Regions from separate parts of the Mus musculus genome. Here region 1 is linked to region 2. Evidence: chromatin contacts called from public capture Hi-C data. All regions are on one chromosome and are shown on one strand. Each heading gives the region's core, a stretch centred on a gene start, on an enhancer-like site or on the middle of the called end of the contact. The rest is flanking DNA. Distances are from core to core; before and after follow the strand shown. Region 1 holds the start of Sorcs2 (sortilin-related VPS10 domain containing receptor 2). Region 2 holds the start of E130018O15Rik (RIKEN cDNA E130018O15 gene).

What was found. Capture Hi-C pulls out chosen DNA fragments and counts their contacts.
Region 1: a capture Hi-C map of embryonic stem cells shows a contact between it and region 2, with 3 times the contacts expected there. The contact joins the promoter of Sorcs2 here to the promoter of E130018O15Rik in region 2. A contact is called at or near these places in 3 of 39 promoter capture datasets (liver, neutrophils and stem cell-derived epiblast-like cells), 1 of 484 Hi-C or Micro-C datasets (embryonic stem cells) and 1 of 9 other capture datasets (embryonic stem cells).

What each region holds. Positions count from the first base shown.
Region 1 is chr5:36,393,494-36,399,505 of GRCm38.p6, forward strand. It overlaps Sorcs2 (sortilin-related VPS10 domain containing receptor 2), which reads right to left and starts at 4,646. Exons shown (of 27, transcript NM_030889.2): 1 at 4,073-4,646. The coding sequence starts at 4,552.
Region 2 is chr5:35,385,341-35,390,568 of GRCm38.p6, forward strand. It overlaps E130018O15Rik (RIKEN cDNA E130018O15 gene), which reads right to left and starts at 3,136. Exons shown (of 2, transcript NR_152157.1): 1 at 3,085-3,136. It overlaps Hmx1 (H6 homeobox 1), which reads left to right and starts at 3,521. Exons shown (of 2, transcript NM_010445.4): 1 at 3,521-4,149. The coding sequence starts at 3,777.

The DNA of each region.
Region 1 (6,012 bases), core at 3,396-5,895, 1.0 Mb after region 2:
CCCCTCCCACAGCAAGGACAGAGGCCCCAGAGCATCTCCTCCATTCATCTTAGGACTCAAAGCCAGAGGGGAGATCCTGAGACAAACCCAGGCCAGCAGGCTCGGAAGCCAAAATATTCACCACCCCGACCCTGACATGGGCTCTTCAGCCACACATTTGGGGACCATGCGCAATCTTTTTCCCTCCCAGCTTCTTGCTCAGGCTTCTGCTCCCACACAATGTATTTGGTGTCTCTGTGTGGCACCTGTGACCTTCAAATTCTTACCTAACAGGACTCGCTCAAACTGTCCAGCTTGAACACCCTCCTTCTCTCCTCTACTCGCTACTCATCCTTTGAGCCAGCCCTGAGGCCGCCTCTGCTATGCTGTCCTCCCTGATGACGTCCTTCCCATCAGGTGACTGTGAGCTCCAGGTGCTTGCTCAGAGGACGACAAGTGAGACCCGCTCCCTGCTCTTGGGAGCAGAACTGTTTCAGCCCCCCCCCCCAAGGTCCATAAATTGAAGCCCAGGACTTGCAAATGAGTGAATCAGAAGTAGGACTTCTAACTGTGATTCCATTATACTGAGCTTGTCAAGATGGCCTTAACCCAGTGGTTCTGGTGTCCCAATAGGAAGGAGAGAGCTCACGTTCCAGGTGCAAACAAAGGGTCAAAGGGACACTGCTGTCTAGGACCCACATTGCCATAGTCCTTTGCCACAAAAGCCAGAGCAAACTAATGCACCTGCCCTCAAGGAACCTGGCCTGCAACAGTTCCCATTCAATTCAGGCAGAGGCCATAATCCCTCTATACAAGAAACTGAGGCTGACAGCCTGCCCTTGGCCTTCCACCACAGAGAACCCACCTTCTGACCTGCACTGGGCTCTCTGCATTTATATAACACGACACAGGGTAGGGAGTCCAGCCAGATGCCTAGAGCGGAGTATGCTCAATCTGCCCAGAACTATCTAGGAACAGCCACCAGCACTTCCGGAGACACAGCACAGGCTAGAAAAAAGTCACCGGTCAGCCTGAGGAGCAGAGATGAGACCTGGATGTAGAAAGTTTGAACCCAAGTTAAACCATGAGTTGTATTCAAGTGTTATACAGAAAGGAGCCCAGGTGAGCATACTTAAAATAAGCCCCAACGGCAAGTAATTTCCCCCAAAACAGTTCCTCACATTCCTACCAGGCTAACAAGAAATTGCCACCCCTCAGATGGAGCCCAGCACAGAAGTCTGTTTCCCACCTTCGTATGTCCTCTCTGCCTCCAAGGGCAGTATGGAGACCCAGAGCCCTGTGTGCACAGCCCAACCCAGGCCCATCAAAAGGCAACCCTGGTGGGTTTCCAAGAAGGATTCATCTCACTTGTAACAATGTGTTGGCACAGCGAAACGTCAGCTGGAGAGGCCCTGTTTGAACTTCCAAGTGAGTCCTCTTCCCTATCTCCATGGGAGCGGGAAAGAATGGAGCCTTCACAGGGAAAACTCACATATGTTCCCAGAGCTGGAGTGACAGAGACTGTCTGGGAACCAGCTTGAGTCCCGCCATCCCTCAGCCCATCCCTTAGCGGGATGCTTGGGATGCTCACTAATGTCTTTCAGAGAGTCTGTGCCCCTCCCCCAGCCCCCCTCCCCTAGCGGTCTTGTTTGGAAAAGCACCTGATGTTATAAAGCAAACACTCTGCTGTGGACCGCATCTGCAGAGGGCAGAGGCAAGCAGCAGAAAGGCAACCCCATAAAGACAGCACTCACAGAGTCCCTCAGTCTACTCTGGTCTCATCCAAGCTTGCCGAGGTGGTGCTTCAAGCAAGAGGTACAGCCAACTGCCAAGTGCTGGCTCTCATCTTTGTCCCTGTGGCTGCACACTGAGCACGGAGGGGGAGCAGCGCACTTCCAAGACACTTCATGTGCCAAGAATGTGCTGTGCACACCAGATCTAAGAGAACTGTGTTTAAAGGAACCGGTTTCCTGAGGCAGCCCTCACCCATCTTTTTCTACTCCTGGGTTTTCTCAGACAAGGTAAACCTATGAGTGCATCCCCAGCCATGGGCTGTCCGTCAGGGTTTCTGGAGAGAATCTTCTGCAAGGTCCATGAGAGAAGGGAGAAGACAGAAGACAGAAGTCAGAGAGATAACCGGGTAGTGTTTCCGTGCTGCCCCTCACATTCATCACAAGCTAGGTGCCACCTAAGTGCCAGGCTGGGCCCAGGTGTCCACATCTTATGCCTGCCCCCATGTGATAACGGCTGCAGAAGAGGGTCCCTCAGAGCTCAGCCAGTCATTCTCCATCCTCAACTCTCCAAGGTGCCTATTCAAGGGGCAGGCTATAATCTCATAGGGGGTTCAGCTGGACAGCAAACAGCCCATACTAGAGGCAGCTGGTCTCTTTTCCTATAGATCCATCACCCCCACCTGGTGTCTCACTCTCTTTCATACCATGAAGCTAAGTGACAAAGTGACAAGATAGTTGAATTAACCACTTCAGCACCTCAGATCCAGATCTCAGTGTGTTTCTGTCCCTTTCAGTTCTTGCATTCTGGGCTACTTACTATTCAGTCCTCAAGAATGGCCAATGGCCCAGGGGTCCCGGTTTATCATTGGGTGCTAGCCAGCACTAAAAGGCTGGGACCAGCGGAATACCTAGAGGCGGAGGGCTTGGTCAAGGTGCAGTTGAGGACATCAGGGCACCTCAACTCCCTTCTTGGGAGGAACACCCAAGTACTCTGTTCAGCACCCTGACTGCCCCCTGCTGGCCAGATGCATCCACAGCACCAGCTCTGCCCTCTGAGGGCTGCTAGTCTTCCTGGAGATGCCATTAGCTTAGGGACCAGTGAAGACACCTGCACCCTGGACAAAGCCAGCCAGTAGGGAAGGGGCTGGCAGGACTGGAGTTTAGGCCAGCCAAGGCTACATGGTGGTCCCTTCCCTAGTACAAATGGAAGCCTCCAAGCAGTCACCGAGAGTGCGAGGAGAGGAGACGGGGAGGGGGGGGGGTGTTTTAAAAGTGTCTGCAGCTTCATTATGTCCACCTGATAACCCAAAGAGAAGACCCGCTCACTCCACTTCCCAGTGCATGCAGGGACTCTGGCCCTATGCAGTCTCCTAAAAAACTTGGAAGACAAGGAAAAGAGGTGGAGTCACCTCCTGAGGGGTGGGGTGGGGGAGGAGTGGAGAGTCTGTGTGGACTGTGGTACAGGCAGTGAGGAGGGATTCCTGGCTCTCTCTCTTCATGAAAACACACTTCCCTGGAGAGCAAAGGCTTGCAAACCTGGAGTGCACACACCTGAGATTCCCCAGAGGGGACAGAGTGACTCTGACCTTTAACAAGGAAAAACAAACCCCTTGAGGTGCACTACCAAAAAAAGGAACGGGGAGTGGCTGGATCCTAAATCTGGAAGAGCAGGAGCGGGATGGACGCTGGAGCTCTCCGGGCAGAGGGAGAGGCATGGGAGAAAGGGAGGGAGGGAGTTGGCGCACTGCTCTAAAGACCACAGAACGTTAAATACTATTAAACACCCCATGGTCCACTCGGACCAAAGACAGCTGTGGGGCACACTAGGAGGAGCAATCCTAGAATTAAGAACCTTCGAACAGGACATGGAACTGTCAGGGATATCATGGACCCTGAGGTCAGCATAAATGAAGTAGTAAGGACGCCAGAGGTGGCAATTCCAGAGGTGTTCTCTGGAGCTGCTGAGTGCAGTGCAGTGTGTGGGCGACCCACCCACTGTCCACGCGGCGCAGAGCTGGGTAGCCCTCAAGGACCTGGAGTTGTCCCATGCTGCCCAGATCCTGACGACTCTAGGGACCTTCCCTGTAGCCCAGATCTAGAGGCTAGGGGTGTTTCTGGTCTCCAGATCTTCGGAAAAACCTTCTGAGCGAGACAGAATCTCACAAATTCGAGGACCCTTCCAAAAGTAACCCATAACCAGAAGCCAGTAGGGGCGCCGCCGAGGTGACCCGCGTCCCCCAAGTAGCCAAGAATGCCCAGCAGAGTGACCGCGGGTGGTCCGGAAGTAGGGGGCTGTGGTGGTCTCCCTGGGTATCCCGAGGTGTCCGGGCAGGGCCGGGGTGAGTGCGGAGGTCACTTACGCTGCTGTTCTCTCCTGTCCAGTGTACCATCGCCTGGTTGTGCGTCGCGTCTCCCTTGAGCACGAACGACGTGCTGATGAGCGAGACCTGTGCGCGCGAAGCCGAAGCCGCACCGGCCACCGGCACCGCCCGAGCCCTGCGCCCCTTGCCCGGAGCTGGGGCGCCATCGGTGCTGGGACCCGAAGCAGAACCCGGACCGAGACCCGGGACGCTGGGTTCTGATTCTCGTGCCTGTGGATCTTTGCGATCGCCGGACTCCGTGCGTCCCGCGGGCAGCAGCCTAGTGATCTGCACACCGGGACCCTGGCGCCCGGGCTGGGGGGAGCGCCCCATCGCTCCGCAGGCAGCCACCAGCACCAGCAGCAGCAGCAGCAGCGGCCACGAACGTGGCCAGCACGGCGGCAGCAGAGCCTGAAAGCTCCGGTCCGGCGCAGTAGGGCCAGGACGCTTCGGGGCGCTCGGGGGTCCCCGGTGCGCCATGGTCGCTGGTAGGTAACGGCGGGGCGGTGCGGACGACACCGCGGCCGGGAGAGCGGGAGGGCGCTGGGAGCTTGAGCAAGAGCGCAGAGAAAGGAGCCGGGAGGGAGGGAGCGCGGGAGGAGGGGACTCAACGCCGCCACGCAGCCAAGGGAGCACCGCCACCTGCCGGCCGCGCGCAAGCCACCGCAGCTCTGGGCTGGGCCAGGCCGGGCCAGGATGTCCTGAGTGCAGTCACACCTCCAAGACCCCTTCCTTCTTTCCTTCCTTCCTTCCTTCCTTCCTTCCTTCCTTCCTTCCTTCCTTCCTTCCTTCCTTCCTTCCTTCCTTCCTTCCTTCCCAGTGACTCCTAACTTTATCCTCGCTCCTCTTCTCCCACCCACTTTTCATCCTCCCTGACTTTCTCGAGGCGTCTACACTTGACCAGCCGGAGTTCCAGGCACTTGGGGCACAACAGGGTGCAACAAAGGGAAACAGGCCACACCCAAGTAGCCCGCTTAGAGGCCAAACAACTCCAGAGTAGCCGTTCTGCGGAGGTGGGGAGGGCGCCTCCTCCGGGCGCTGCTGGAGAGAGTCAAGGGGACGCCTGCGAATCATGAAAACCTGAAAGATGTTCCAGGCAGCTGAGGATAGTGCAGGAACCTTGGGGTGTCGCCCAAAACCAATTTAGTCCCTCAGACTCTGGCTTTATCTCCCACCTCCAGGGGGAGCCCCTGAACATATTACACCTGAGTAGCGGTAGCAAGGAGAGAAGAACAGAGAGGCAAGGTCCCAGCCAGAAGGTGTAGGCCAGCACAGAACATGAGGAAACTAGCCCCAGAGCTCACCAAGTCTTTAATTCAATGTCAATAAAAGCAGCCATTATTACCAGCCCCTCTGCCATCCAGAACACAAAGCAGGTGCCTGCCCAAATAAGGCCAAGAGTGCAGTTGAGCTTTGTCCCCTCGGCATCCTCTCAGGAGCAGGGTCTAGGAGACAGGGAGACTTGGAGACCAACACTGAAAGGCCCCGCTGCCTGCTGGGTCTCTTCACTCCAGGGAACAGAGTAGAGCAAAGAACAAAGTATCCAGCAACAACAGCTGAACTTGCTCCCAAGGTTGAACTCCAGTGCCCCCTCCAGGAATTTCTGTTCAGCACAAGTCATTTTGCCAGGGCTCCGCTGTGCCAAGCACTGAGCAGGACTAGAGCGCCTGCCCCTGCCCCGTGTCCAAGAAGGCCTCCTCCTGTGGAATGTGCCCAGGCTGCACCCTGATGTAAACTTCCAACCCAAAAAATTCAGGAGCTGAAGTCCAAAGCCAGGCAAGGGCGCACAGCTGTGGCGACATTTGGTCTAGCAAAGAAAGGGCAGCGAAGCCTGTCAGTGTGGGGCTGAAGGGGGTGGGGAAGGAGAGGAACCGAGAAGATAATGTGACCAACTCCCATGTGCCTTTTCCAGATCTGGGGAGTGGGGGTGGGGTGAAGGG
Region 2 (5,228 bases), core at 1,886-4,385:
AGGCTGTGTTTGTGGGTTGGTGGTAGAGGTGTGCCAGGCAAACAAAGTGAAACACCACAGTGTTTGCGTTTACCAGCCTGGGTATGAGGACATGTGATAGTCGGCTCTCTTTACATACAGATGCCCCATCCTCAGATTCAACCAACCAACAGCCAAAGCTATTTTTAAATGGATTTTATTCTTATCATCAGAAAGAGGCAAGTTCAAAGGAAAACTTGCATCTATCCCATGTCGGGCACAGATCCGTTGGCCATGACTCCCTAAATGCTGCAAAACAGCCACCTCACAGCAGCCACATCTTAGTAGGTCTATCAGCAGTCTAGAGTCATTTGAAGCACGCAGTCAAATGCTACTATGTTTTTTCTTTAAGCAGCAACTGGATGTGGTAGTGAAAGCTTCAAGTGCAGGCACTGAGAAGGTGGGGATGGGAGCACTGTCTAGAACACAAGGCTAGCCTGAGCTAACTGGACACCTGCAGGTTTTGACATCTGAGGGGATCCTGGGTCCAATCCCCTCACACCCGTAGCAGTAATTGCCTTTGAAAATAAGTTGGGGAAGTGCACATGGAGTGTTTTGTCAATCAAAACCCAAGAGTAGGCAGACACTTGGGTCATATAGGGGGTGGTGTGAGAAGAAACAGGGTCAGGCGAGGGATGAAGGAGGCAAAATATAGTAATTTAAAAAAAACATGTAAAATAGGCATTTTGTCAAGTTTTTCCAAATGAAAGGCTTGTTGGTGAAAAGGTCTGAAGTGGTCCTGCAGCTGGCCACTCGGATCCTCTTGCCGCCCTAGATCCAATCGCGCAGATTTAGGGGACATTTGTGAAGTACAGCCTCTGGACCAGGCAGACTCTGCTAAGGCCTGGCAGGTTTCCTGACAGATCTCAGTACACAGGATAGGTGAGACAGAAACAAGGCAGCAGGATAAAGTGGGGAGAGATGCCACAGCCTGCACAGCTACTGTGTGTGAACATGGATGGGCATGGCTTGGAAGGGGACAGTCCTCCAGCCCCAGAACTCTGTGGAGGAATATAGAGGGCTCTGGCAAGGCAGCACCAGAAGTTGCTGCTTGGGTTAGTGCTTGGCAGCCTTACTTCCTCAGCCAAATTGGCCTTGAATTGGGACAAACCAGCCTATACGCTGGGCAGCATCAGTGCTAAAACTCTGGCAGCAAGGAAGGATTCAAGCAGTACCTCTCTGCTCTCCTCCGTGTAGGCTGAGCTTGGGGCCCCCAGGACCTGGGTGAGCACCCACAGGGCTAACTTGGGAGTTCCTGACACATACACACCCTGCTCCTGAGTGGTACCACCACTTGTAGTCCGTAGGATCCAGAGGCCAAGTAGTGTGGCTGTCACCCTCTTTCTAGTGCTCCCAAGCCAGTACCAGGAGATGTGGATGCCCTTTCCCCATTTCTGACCACCATCCCTTGCTGGTCTAGTACTGAGGCGCCACTCTGATGCACGGCTCCAGAGGGAGTGCTGGGTAAGACCAGGCAGGTCTCTCTCTGCCCAATGGAGTATGGGAGCAGCACTTATCCACGGTGTAAGGTGTAACCGGTGTAACCACAAGGGGCCAGGACCAAGGGCCAGGGCCCTAGGGCAGAGGGAATTACAACCCTGGTGCCTAAGAAGCCCAGCCTGGCTCCCCCATCCAGAGAGCAGAGAAATAAAATGGAAGCCACAGCACCCACCCAACAGGCTCCATTTTACAAGCAGGAAGGTACTGTTCACAAGGGGAGCCTGGAACTTGCAGAAGTTGGACGGTTCTCTCCATCACCATTTTTAGTAGGGCTCCTTTCTGGTCTGTTTCTTCATCACTTCAAAAAACAACCCCGAGCCCTGCAGTGATGCCTCATGCCTTTAATCCCAGCACTCAGGAGGCAGGGGCAAAAGGATCTCTGGGCTAACATAGATACCCTAACTCGGAAAAACGAAAAACCATATCAAAACAAAAACAAACCACCACCAACAACAAAACCAACCTGAATTGGCCGGCCCAGGGGTTGTGCCTGATTCCTACAAACAAATATCATTGCTAATTTCTCCCTCCCCGCCCCCACCTCTACCCAGGTCCCTGAGTATGTCTGAGCTGGGACACCCAGGAAGTAACAGCACTTGGGACACTCTGAGTCAAAGTTGGAGACACCCAACTTTGACTCAGAGCCCTCACCTATGAAATGTGGCTGCTTGCCAGCGATTCCTCTTGCCTTGCCCAATATGGCTCCAAAATCAAGTCCTATCGTGCACAAAACCCACTTCCCATCCAGGTTTCTAGCCAGGGTGCAGACCCCAAAGGTTCCTTAGCCTGGCGGCTCATCCATCCTTCTATATCCTCAAGAGCCACTTATAGTGGGAGGGAGGGGAAGCGCTCTCTTTTCACATTAGTTTTTCCCTTTGAAGTATAGGGTGACTCTATTTCCCTCTATTTCTCTTGTTGGGGAGATTAAACAAAGTGGGCTCCGGGCCTGCAGTTGCCTTCTCCTGGACAGTGGGACACACTTCTTTACGCACTGTCTGTGACCCGCACTGAGCAGCTAGATGGGCCTTCCGTGATAACCCGCATCCAGTGAAGCGTTCCGCTCAGTGACTAGGCTGTCCCCCTATTCCTGTTGGAAGTGGATCACAGCTCCGTTGGTCTCAGCGAAGTCTGGGTTACCCTCTGCGGCCTTGCTCCTGAAGCGGGGGAAGAAAATTCACTTTGTGCAGGGCAAGAGAGGCAGAAAGAGGAATTGTTCCTCAAGACCTGCAGTCCCGCACAGTGGCTAGGCACGAAGCTCTTACCAGCCTGAAAGAGAGTGAGAAGGCCGGGCAATGGAGGTGCCAGAGCAAATGTAATCTGTTCCTACCCAGCGTGACACCATGGGGCACCTTCGGGCTTGACTCTCTTTACACACCGAAACTGAGCCCGGGATATGAGAGCATTCCATCGCAGCGCGATGGCACCAAGAGCATATTTCGTTACGCGTAAGAGTTAAAACATGCTGCGTCTCTGCAAACTTGTTTTGGCAGAATCCCCGTTTTAAATTACACGCGAGGTCTTAAAAAAAAAGAAAAAGACTGCGGCCCAGTCGGCAATAGTCCTTACCCGCGCGCAAATACACAGTCACAGGGACTCACGCACAAACCGAGCGTTCTGCGGGTTCCGACACGCTCCCGGAGGGTGAGCAAGGCTCTCCTCGGATGCGATTGGCCAGTCTGGGCTTCACAGCGACCCTGTAGCCAATGGTCGACCTCCCAGCCGAGGCCCCGCCTTCTCCCACTCCCTGGCGCGGGTACCGGGGTGGGGGGCGCCGGAACGCATCTCGCGGGGTCGTACCCCCAGGACCACCGGGTCTCCTGCCCTGGGCCCTGCCACCACCTGCGCGCAGAGTCCGGCCGGGCAGCATCTCCGGCAATGGCTTCTCTCCGGGCTGCAGCGGGTCGTTGGGGCTGAGCCTACGAAACTCGCGCCGCCCCGCCCCCGGCACCGCCCCCTCCCCCTCCCGTGAGGCCAGCCGGGGCGGCGACCTGAACCGCTCGGAGAAACGCGAGGGAGGCTGCTGCGGGAACGGCCGTCCGCGCGCACCCGCTCCCGCCCAGCCCAGCCCGGCACAGAAGCCGACGCCCGCCTCGTGGAGCCCGACGCCCTCACTCCGGGCAGCGGCTCTCCAGGGCCAGGCCGCGCGTGCGCCAGGCGGCCGTTCGCCACTATCCAAACGGGGCCGGGAAGAGCAGCTGCGCCCCAGGCAACCAGGGACCCCCAGGATCCCAGCCTTGCCCGACGGGCCCGCGGCCGCGATGCCGGATGAGCTGACCGAGCCCGGGCGCGCCACACCAGCTCGCGCCTCCTCCTTCCTCATCGAGAACCTGCTAGCAGCCGAGGCCAAGGGCGCGGGGCGCTCAACCCAGGGCGATGGCGTCCGCGAGGAAGAGGAAGAGGACGACGACGACCCCGAGGACGAGGATCCGGAGCAGGCGCGACGACGACTACAGCGGCGGCGACAGCAGCGCGCGGGCAGCGGGCCGGGCGGGGAGGCGAGGGCCCGGGCACTGGGCCTAGGGCCCCGGCCGCCTCCTGGGCCCGGCCCGCCCTTCGCGCTCGGCTGCGGAGGTACAACGCGGTGGTACCCACGGGTGCACGGCGGCTACGGAGGTGGTCTAAGTCCTGACAGTGAGTGAGGTTGCGGGGAAGGGGTGGGCAATGGTCAGGGCTCTGCTCCCTCCCTATGCATTCTTTTGGTGACTTCGGGCTTAGTGAGCTCCTAGTCTTCCTGTGTACTGGGGCCTGGGTGGTATGAGATCCCCTTGGATGGGCAATTGTTGGAGACTGGGGATGGCACTGCATGTAGGAAGCTGCTAAGGCTAGGATCAGGCCCAAGAACACAAAATTCGGAGAGGAGAGTGAAATAGGCCTCGGAAAGATGAGAAGGGGAAAGAGTGTGTTTGGAGAAACATCGAAGGTGAAAGGGAAGTGAAGGAAGAGGAAAGGTGGCAGAGGAGGGGAGGCCGCGGGGGTCAAGCACTAAAATAAAAGGGGCAGAGCTGAGAGACCACAGCTATGGAGGCTGGATGGGAGGCCTTCTTCTATAGCAATTGCAACCCCAAAGTATCCTTTGCCCTCCCTGCTGCGCAGTAAGACCATGGGCTGGGCCTGAGCCTGCGTTGGGTCTTCTCAGGCCCAAAGGCTGAGGCTGGTAGGAGCCCACTCTGAAGGGTCCATCCCACCCCTCTCTTCTTTTCTTGCCCCTCCCCCTCTTTGGCCTTTGTTTCCTGCAGAGGGCTCAGAGAATGGGGGTGGGGGCTTCTCAGTCCCAGAACCCACTTACCCCTCTGGCCTGGACATCCTGACTCTGACTGCCTGTCTCCAGAGGGTCCAGACCTCAACCTCTCTTAGGACCTGCTCATTAGAGAGCAACCCTTGAGACTAGAAGGGTATTTCAACCTTCCTCACCCCAGCCCCTTGAGCCAGCCGGGTCCCTAAACACACAGACTTATATATAACTAAAGGGTGCCCACCCAGGCTCTGTGTATAAGCTTTGGGGTAGGAGGTGGCCTGGGGCCCGTTCTTTTCTATTAGGTACTCACCCCACTCCTGGTATGGAGTAGGACAAGTCTCCCAGCCCAGGTTTGGAATGCCTGCCTTCTTTACATAAGCTTAAACAGGGGTCAGTAGTATCCAGTGAGGAGGCTCTTGCAGGGCGCATTTTATTCTCCCTTTTAGTTGGGCCATCCTCACCTGTAGTCCAATAG